Regions from separate parts of the Danio rerio genome. Here region 2 is linked to region 1. A link is a contact called in public Micro-C data. All regions are on one chromosome and are shown on one strand. Each heading gives the region's core, a stretch centred on a gene start, on an enhancer-like site or on the middle of the called end of the contact. The rest is flanking DNA. Distances are from core to core; before and after follow the strand shown.

What was found. A called contact is a pair of places that touch in the nucleus more often than the background predicts.
Region 2: a contact with region 1 is called in a Micro-C map of caudal fin, with 5 times the contacts expected there. The contact joins the promoter of pgap4 here to the enhancer-like site in region 1. A contact is called at or near these places in 3 of 18 Hi-C or Micro-C datasets (caudal fin, embryo and an unstated tissue) and 1 of 4 datasets of contacts at active chromatin or transcription factors (caudal fin).

Annotation. Positions count from the first base shown.
Region 1 is chr11:32,627,443-32,631,007 of GRCz12tu, reverse strand. map4k3a (mitogen-activated protein kinase kinase kinase kinase 3a) reads left to right here. Exons shown (of 33, transcript XM_073916889.1): 19 at 1-169; 20 at 2,268-2,365. Among named protein-coding and RNA genes, the nearest start is that of pecr, 28 kb to the right of the region's middle. Within about 2 kb of position 1,922, at least 2 of the 62 cell types and tissues checked have an H3K27ac peak or open chromatin away from gene starts, as enhancers often do. A contact at or near this core is called in caudal fin, where this site is marked.
Region 2 is chr11:32,871,635-32,874,949 of GRCz12tu, reverse strand. pgap4 (post-GPI attachment to proteins GalNAc transferase 4) reads right to left here and starts at 1,785. Exons shown (of 2, transcript NM_001077341.1): 1 at 1,670-1,785. It also overlaps a transcript of slc8a1a not described here and a transcript of mala.1 not described here.

The sequences.
Region 1 (3,565 bases), core at 673-3,172:
CCAAAGCCCAGTCCGGGACCACATCAAAGTCCCTCTGCTGATCCTGACAGGAATAACCAGGGCACAATAAAGCGCTGCCCGGAACCCGAAAGCCCTGCTCGATCATCCACCAGCGTCCCTCCTCGACCTCCACCTCCTCGACTGCCTGCATACAAGCTCAGCAGTTTAGGTAATGAGACCCATCAGGAAGAACACGGCCTGTGGGGAGCCCAGGGGGATGCTGGGATATGTAGTCAGTTCGACCAGAGGCTTCAAGTCTCGTTTGACGATGAGGAAAATCATGATGAGGAAGAAAACAGTAAGACAGGCCCCGTCCCTTATTAAACTCAACTTTTCCCAATCAGTCCCTCCAGGATTTTGCAGTGAGTTTTCAGATTTTTGCCATTTGAAATAGCAGCTTTTTCCTCAAAACTTAAAAGAATATTTATATTTATATAAAGGAAACACAGAAGGAGAAAATTAAGTGTTGATCTCTTAACCCTATAAAGCTTACTGTATCATATTCTGTATATACTGTATATATATATGCATGCATAAAATAACACAAGAATGACTTCAAATTTAAATTGTCATACACAATAAGATACATAGTGAAATGCTTACTCAACCATTTGTGACCTTAAAAATAATAATAACAATAAGAATCTAAATTATGGAGAAAAAGAAGTTCTGCAATACATTGTATAGAGTATATGGCTGTAGGTAGTATTAAAAAATTGTAAATAAAAAAATTAATATTTATTTATTTATTTATTATCTGGCTGAGCTGAAGCTTGATCTCTTTCAGGACTTATTTTTTTATTAGAAGTGTTCTGCAATTAACAATGCACTTTATAACATACACCTGCATTTAACTTTATAAAAAACACAGCAAAATAATATTTTAGGATAGTGTTATCTGAGAACTTCCTGGCTTTACATGATGTATTTACAGATTAGTGAAAGTTTAAAGTAAGATGTTTGCTACTTGTGTATTTGTCTTAAGTAAAATCACTGTCCATTGAGACTATCCCTTTTCTTTTTCTTCAATGCATTCAAAAAAGTCTAATCTAAACAGTAACTCACATTACATTTTCAAAAAAGTGACTCAAATATTATTACTTATTTTTTACCTGGAAAAGTAATATACTGTAATTACGTGACTCAAGTTACTTGTAATGCGTTACCACAACACTCTATTATATATTATAACATTATTTATTTTGGATAAATTGCACTTTGCCATCAAGCCAAATACACCGTTGTCAGTGTTTTATCACAGAACATTTATTTGAGATTTTAGAAAATGAAACACATCGATACTAGTTCCAGCAAATCAAGCAATTCATAGCTTGTCAAATACACACTGAAGTCTGTGGAGACCTAACTTAACCTGCTGGCATGCTTTATTTACATTTACACATGGAGTATGTAAGCCAATTTTATTTATATTACACATTTTATACACAATGGTAATTCAAAGTGCTTTAAATAAAATAATTAAAAGCGGAGTATAAAAAAGAATTAAAGTGCATTAAAAGGGATAAATAGAGAAAGATACATGAATATTTCAATCTGTCGGACATACAGCACTTTGCTTAGTAAAAGTCCTCGTTGTGTAGATCAGTTCAAACTGGAAATGTATTATTGGCCACATCTAAAAACAACGAACGAGTAACGAATCAGATTGGAGCTCTAAGCAATGCATTGTGAGTGCCAATGCTGCACAGCAATTAAAAAAAATGTCAATCTCCTCTAAATTTAATGACATTTCTTTGATTTCGTTAAATCCTTCGATCACAAGATACTGGAGGGTCTGCCCTGTAATAACGCTTAAACCCCTGCCCTAAACCCATTTCCAGACCATCCTAGTGTTCGTGCCTCTAGTTAGTCGCTAGTGAGATCACATGCCATTCTTTTCTCTCGCCCTCTTGAAGAGAAGCGGTGTTGGCATGTGAAATGTCATACGCCCTCTTGAAGACATCATAAAACACCCACTCCACCCCTGTCATCTTTCCCTTGTCAGATCTTTGTTCTGCTGTCAGTCATTGTCACAGTCGTGTTTTTTGATTCACACGCTTGACTAGCTTCTATTGTGTCTTAGTGTGCAAATCACAACAGTAGCTTAGGAAACAATGCTGATAATGCTGACCTTCTAATGTAATTGCAGGCATAAAGCACACTTCCTTAGGTGTGTGTCCCCCCTGTATACCTGTTTAAAATATCTTTTAAGCTTTCTTAACAAAACCTTGTGACTGAACTGTGCATATATGCTTTCTTATTTGCAGGTAATGGAATAAGCCCATCTGAACACTCTGCGTCAACAGAGAGACAGTCCACGATGCCCCCTGCTGTTCCTGTACCAAAGGACAAGAAAGATTTTCCAGTATTGCTTCATTTTAGTCAATACAATTAGTGAACTGCAATGCTATTTTCTTGTAATTGTGTGTGTGTGTGTGTGTGTGTGTGTGTGTGTGTGTGTGTGTGTGTGTGTGTGTGTGTGTGTGTGTGTGTGTGTGTGTGTGTGTGTGTGTGTGTGTGTGTGTGTGTTTAAATATTTGTATTTAATTAGTTATTTAATTTCACAGTTATACTTAATATTGTTTATTATAATAAGTATTAGGCAGATAAAGTAAATCCGAAATATGCATTATACTGCTGTTAAGTACTAATATTAAAATATTAGTAACAAAATTAATTTTATTTAATAAAGAGTGAAATATTATTATATGCATATTTGCACATTTTATATAATTATCTTATTTTTTTAGTTTTGTATTATTTATTTATTATTTATTTACTTATTATTGTGTATCATGTTGATTACAAGGTATATAAAGTAAATATTAAATATGTGTTACATATTTCAATTTCTATTAATATTGCATATAATTCTATGTAGTAATAATAGTAAAATTGTACAAAATAAATTTTATTTAATAAAAAGTGAAACATTTAATTGTATGCATATTTGAAAATGCATTTTATATAAGTAAATTATATGATTTTTCATTTTACAAAAATATTTTAAGTAGTAATTTAATTTCAGTTATTTTTGTGTTTTATATTATTTATAAGGTATATAAAGTAAATTTTAAATATATGTAACATTATTATTGCCGTTGACATCGTATATAATTCTATATATTAATAATAGTAAAAAAGTAGTAAAAATGTAATTTTATTTAATAAAAAGTGAAATATTATATTTGTTTAATTATATTCATATTTGCACTGCATTTTTATATAATCTTATTCTTTTCTGTTTTTTCATTATTTTACTGAAATGTTTTTAAGTTGTCATTTAAATTCACAAATCTTATTATTGTGCATTGTATTGTGATTATAAGGTATATAAAGTAAGTAAATCTTAAATAAATATAACATATTATTGCTTTTAATATTGCAAATAATTCTATACAGTAATAATAGTAAAATAGTAGTAAAAAATAAATGTTATTAAAGAAAAAATGAAATATTATAATAGATGCATCTAAATATAGGCATATTTGCACACCTTTTTATATAGTTATCTTATTATTTTCTGTTTTTTTTTTCATTATTTTACTAAAATATTTTGATTTAA
Region 2 (3,315 bases), core at 536-3,035, 240 kb before region 1:
TGGGTGCTGCTGATGCAACGGAGTGTTCTATTGAGTGTCGCCTCTTGGTCATTTTAAGCTCTTTGATTGAGGTGAAGTTGGCTTATATTCATATTGATTCATTTTTGAACACTGACAGCCTGTGACGTCATCCTTTTGTTTACCATGCTACTCTGAATATTCGGTCTGAAATAGCTTGTAAGTATGGCTTAGTAATAAGTGTAATTCCAGCACGTCGCTGACCAACCAAGCATACAGTAGTCGCTTTAGGATAAAGCGATCCTTGCATGCATGAATTGCACATTATTACAAGTTTTGCTTGCTAACAACACAACTGAAAGCGTGCTAGATGTAATACAGTTTTCATTCAGAATTGTAGTATTATTGGCGAATGACATGAACTAGGGTTGTCTGCTGTCATCTTTAAGGTGCATGCGTTCGTGTTTCAGGAGGTGTGGCTTTGGAGCAGGGGAGGGACTGTGTTTCAAATACATTATGCTAACCAATTAGCATTTTGGCAGATCACCTACTGCACCTACTATTTTTTTTCTTCTGTAGGTTATTGATTAAAATATGGTAATTCTAATAGTTAAATAAAGTAATTGTGATTTTTGGAAATCACCAAGCGAACCCCAATTTGGTAACCATTGATTTAAACCTTATAGCAGATGCCCATAGTTACATTTCCCCTATTTTTAATCTCCTAGTAAAGATGATTAAATATACAATACATATAGTATATATTTTTGTCAAATTTTAACATATGCATTATGAGTGATTGTTCTATATTTATACTGTAGATGTCTTTTTTTATATAATGGGAAAATGCCAAAAAGGCGTACGTAACAGTTTTGAGGTAAGGTTGGTTTTATATTTACACTTTCGGACTGTCTCCTTAATCATATAATTTCAAAAAAAGTTATATTTGTAAACTCTAAATAGTGAAATCATATTTGCAGCCAATGACCATCAAAAGTACAACAGTATTCAATTGAATAAATAGTGCTAGTGTTGTTTTTAAGTCATATCTAGATGTAATTTCAGACTGAATATTCAAAGTACCATGGTAAACCAATATTGAAGAAGCATGTCACAAGCTGTCATTGAACGAATGAGCGAATATAAATGTTTTGACCTTATTCATAAAGCTTAACTGTTATGTTAAGGTCAATTTGTTATATGCACACTAGTTAAAGATGAAATGTCACATTTAAATTAAAGTGATTTCATACTTTTACTCAAATTTGAACATCAATATTTCAGAATTTTGAGAAACTATTATACTTTCTTTCGTAGAGAAGGTTCGTACTGGAGACAGTATAACACATGGTTGACATAACTCGGGGAGACAAGCTTTAAATACATATTTGCTTTGAAATATTATATATAGAAACTATTTATGTGTAACGTTATATTTCGGTTTACTAGGAATTATGTCGACGTGTTACGAAAAACGTCTACTATAACACATTATAAAAGTTCGTGAGAGCTTTTTATATGCATACAGTCACAAGGCACTCGGAAAGAGCAGCAGAAGCTACTCGTGTAGAAAAAAAGTACAACAGGCTAGTGAACAGGCATGTGTAAATAAGAAGACAAACCCGGAAGCAGAATGTTATTTAGCGGCCCGTTAAGTAAAATAACAACAAATGGTAGCAAAGCATAAACTATTTTAGCATTTCTACGTTACCTCTCATAATGTGGATGTTCAGCACCCAATGAATTCTCAACAGCTGCCGAGAGTGAAAGGGAGGCCAAAGATCAGTTTTTTAGCCTAAGTACTCAAATCAGTTCAAAACAGTAACGTAGATGGCGTCTTACCGTAATACAAGGACAAACTGCGCGTTTAATTAGTGATGCACAAATGTTGCGCGTTTCTTGCTTAGTGTTTCGAATAAATATACATATAAAAGTGTACATTGTGGAAAATAAAGGTAATACTTTTATGGATTCAGTTCGTATTTCACAGCTCAAGGTGAAAACGACTTAAAAACGATGATTGGTTCGTCACTAATAACGCTGAGTACAGTAACCAAAACCACGTGATAACGTCTTCATGTACTGTACCACACACTAGCCACTAGATGGCAATGTGACATTAAAAAAAAACAGGCAGCTGCGTGGACTACGTGATACTCGGTAAAATATTTCTCAAATATAAACAACGTTTGTAACGTTAGTAAGTTTTATGATTGAGTGCCGAAAACGTTCGGACAAAATAAGCGAAAAAGCTCTTGCAAAAAGTGGTAAAGCAGAGCAAGTACGTTTCGTGACTGAAAAATCTGCAGAACCTCAACTGTAAGTTACAATCAATAACTTGGGTGTAATCAGTCTTTTTGGAAATGTTTTTATTTGTCATTTAATAGAAATGAACCGTGGTGTTACTACAACAATCATGGGTTAACTATGTTTAATATAGCAAAACCATAGTAACCACAACATTTACGATGGTTTTTACCATAGCATTTTCATTAAACACATTAAAACTATTGTTTTATAACAGTACTATAACCTTAGGCCCATGTTTTAAAGTAAAACCATAGTAGCTTTTAACAAAGCAAGTCAAACCATAGTAAGTATAAATCAGAGTTCCCATGCTTCTTGAAAGTACTTAAAAGTATTCTTATTTCAGACATACAGTATGGATTCAAGGGCTGCAAGTTCTTAAAATCAAACACATGCCATTGAAAGTGCTTGAATAAAATTAGAAATGAAATTTGTTTATGGTTTTATTTCAACATTTTTACTCAATTGTCAAAAACTAAATAAATAAAAAAAACTGAAAAAGTCCTTGAATTAAAAACCTTACATTTAAATATTGTACAATAGCACTGACATGTTATCAATATTTCAGAAACTGCATTTGAATATAACCAGTATCGAATTCAACAAATTTGATTAAAGTTCTTTAAACATGACTTTTTAAAACAGTCAAACTTTTTGAAAATCACTCAACGTAAATATTAAGTGTAAATGAAATGTTAAGTACTTTCATTGTGCATATGGTGCTTGTTTTTAAACGAATGGTGCTGTAAAAAGTAATCCAAAGTCCTTGAATCTGCTGTTCATGAAAGCGTGGAAACCCTGATTAATGTTAAATTAAAATAAAGTACATTTACTATTGATTTTATTAAGTATTTGCAATCAAACTATAGAATAATTACTATGTTTATTGCTGTAAAACCATGAGAAACAGAAACCTAAACATCTTACTACAATAGTCATAAGACCCTCCCTCCCTCTCCCTGTCCCTCTGTGTGTGTGTTTTAGGAAAAGCGTAGTAAATACAACATTAACCATGTTTTTACAACTGTTCGAGCTTAAATACTGTTGGAG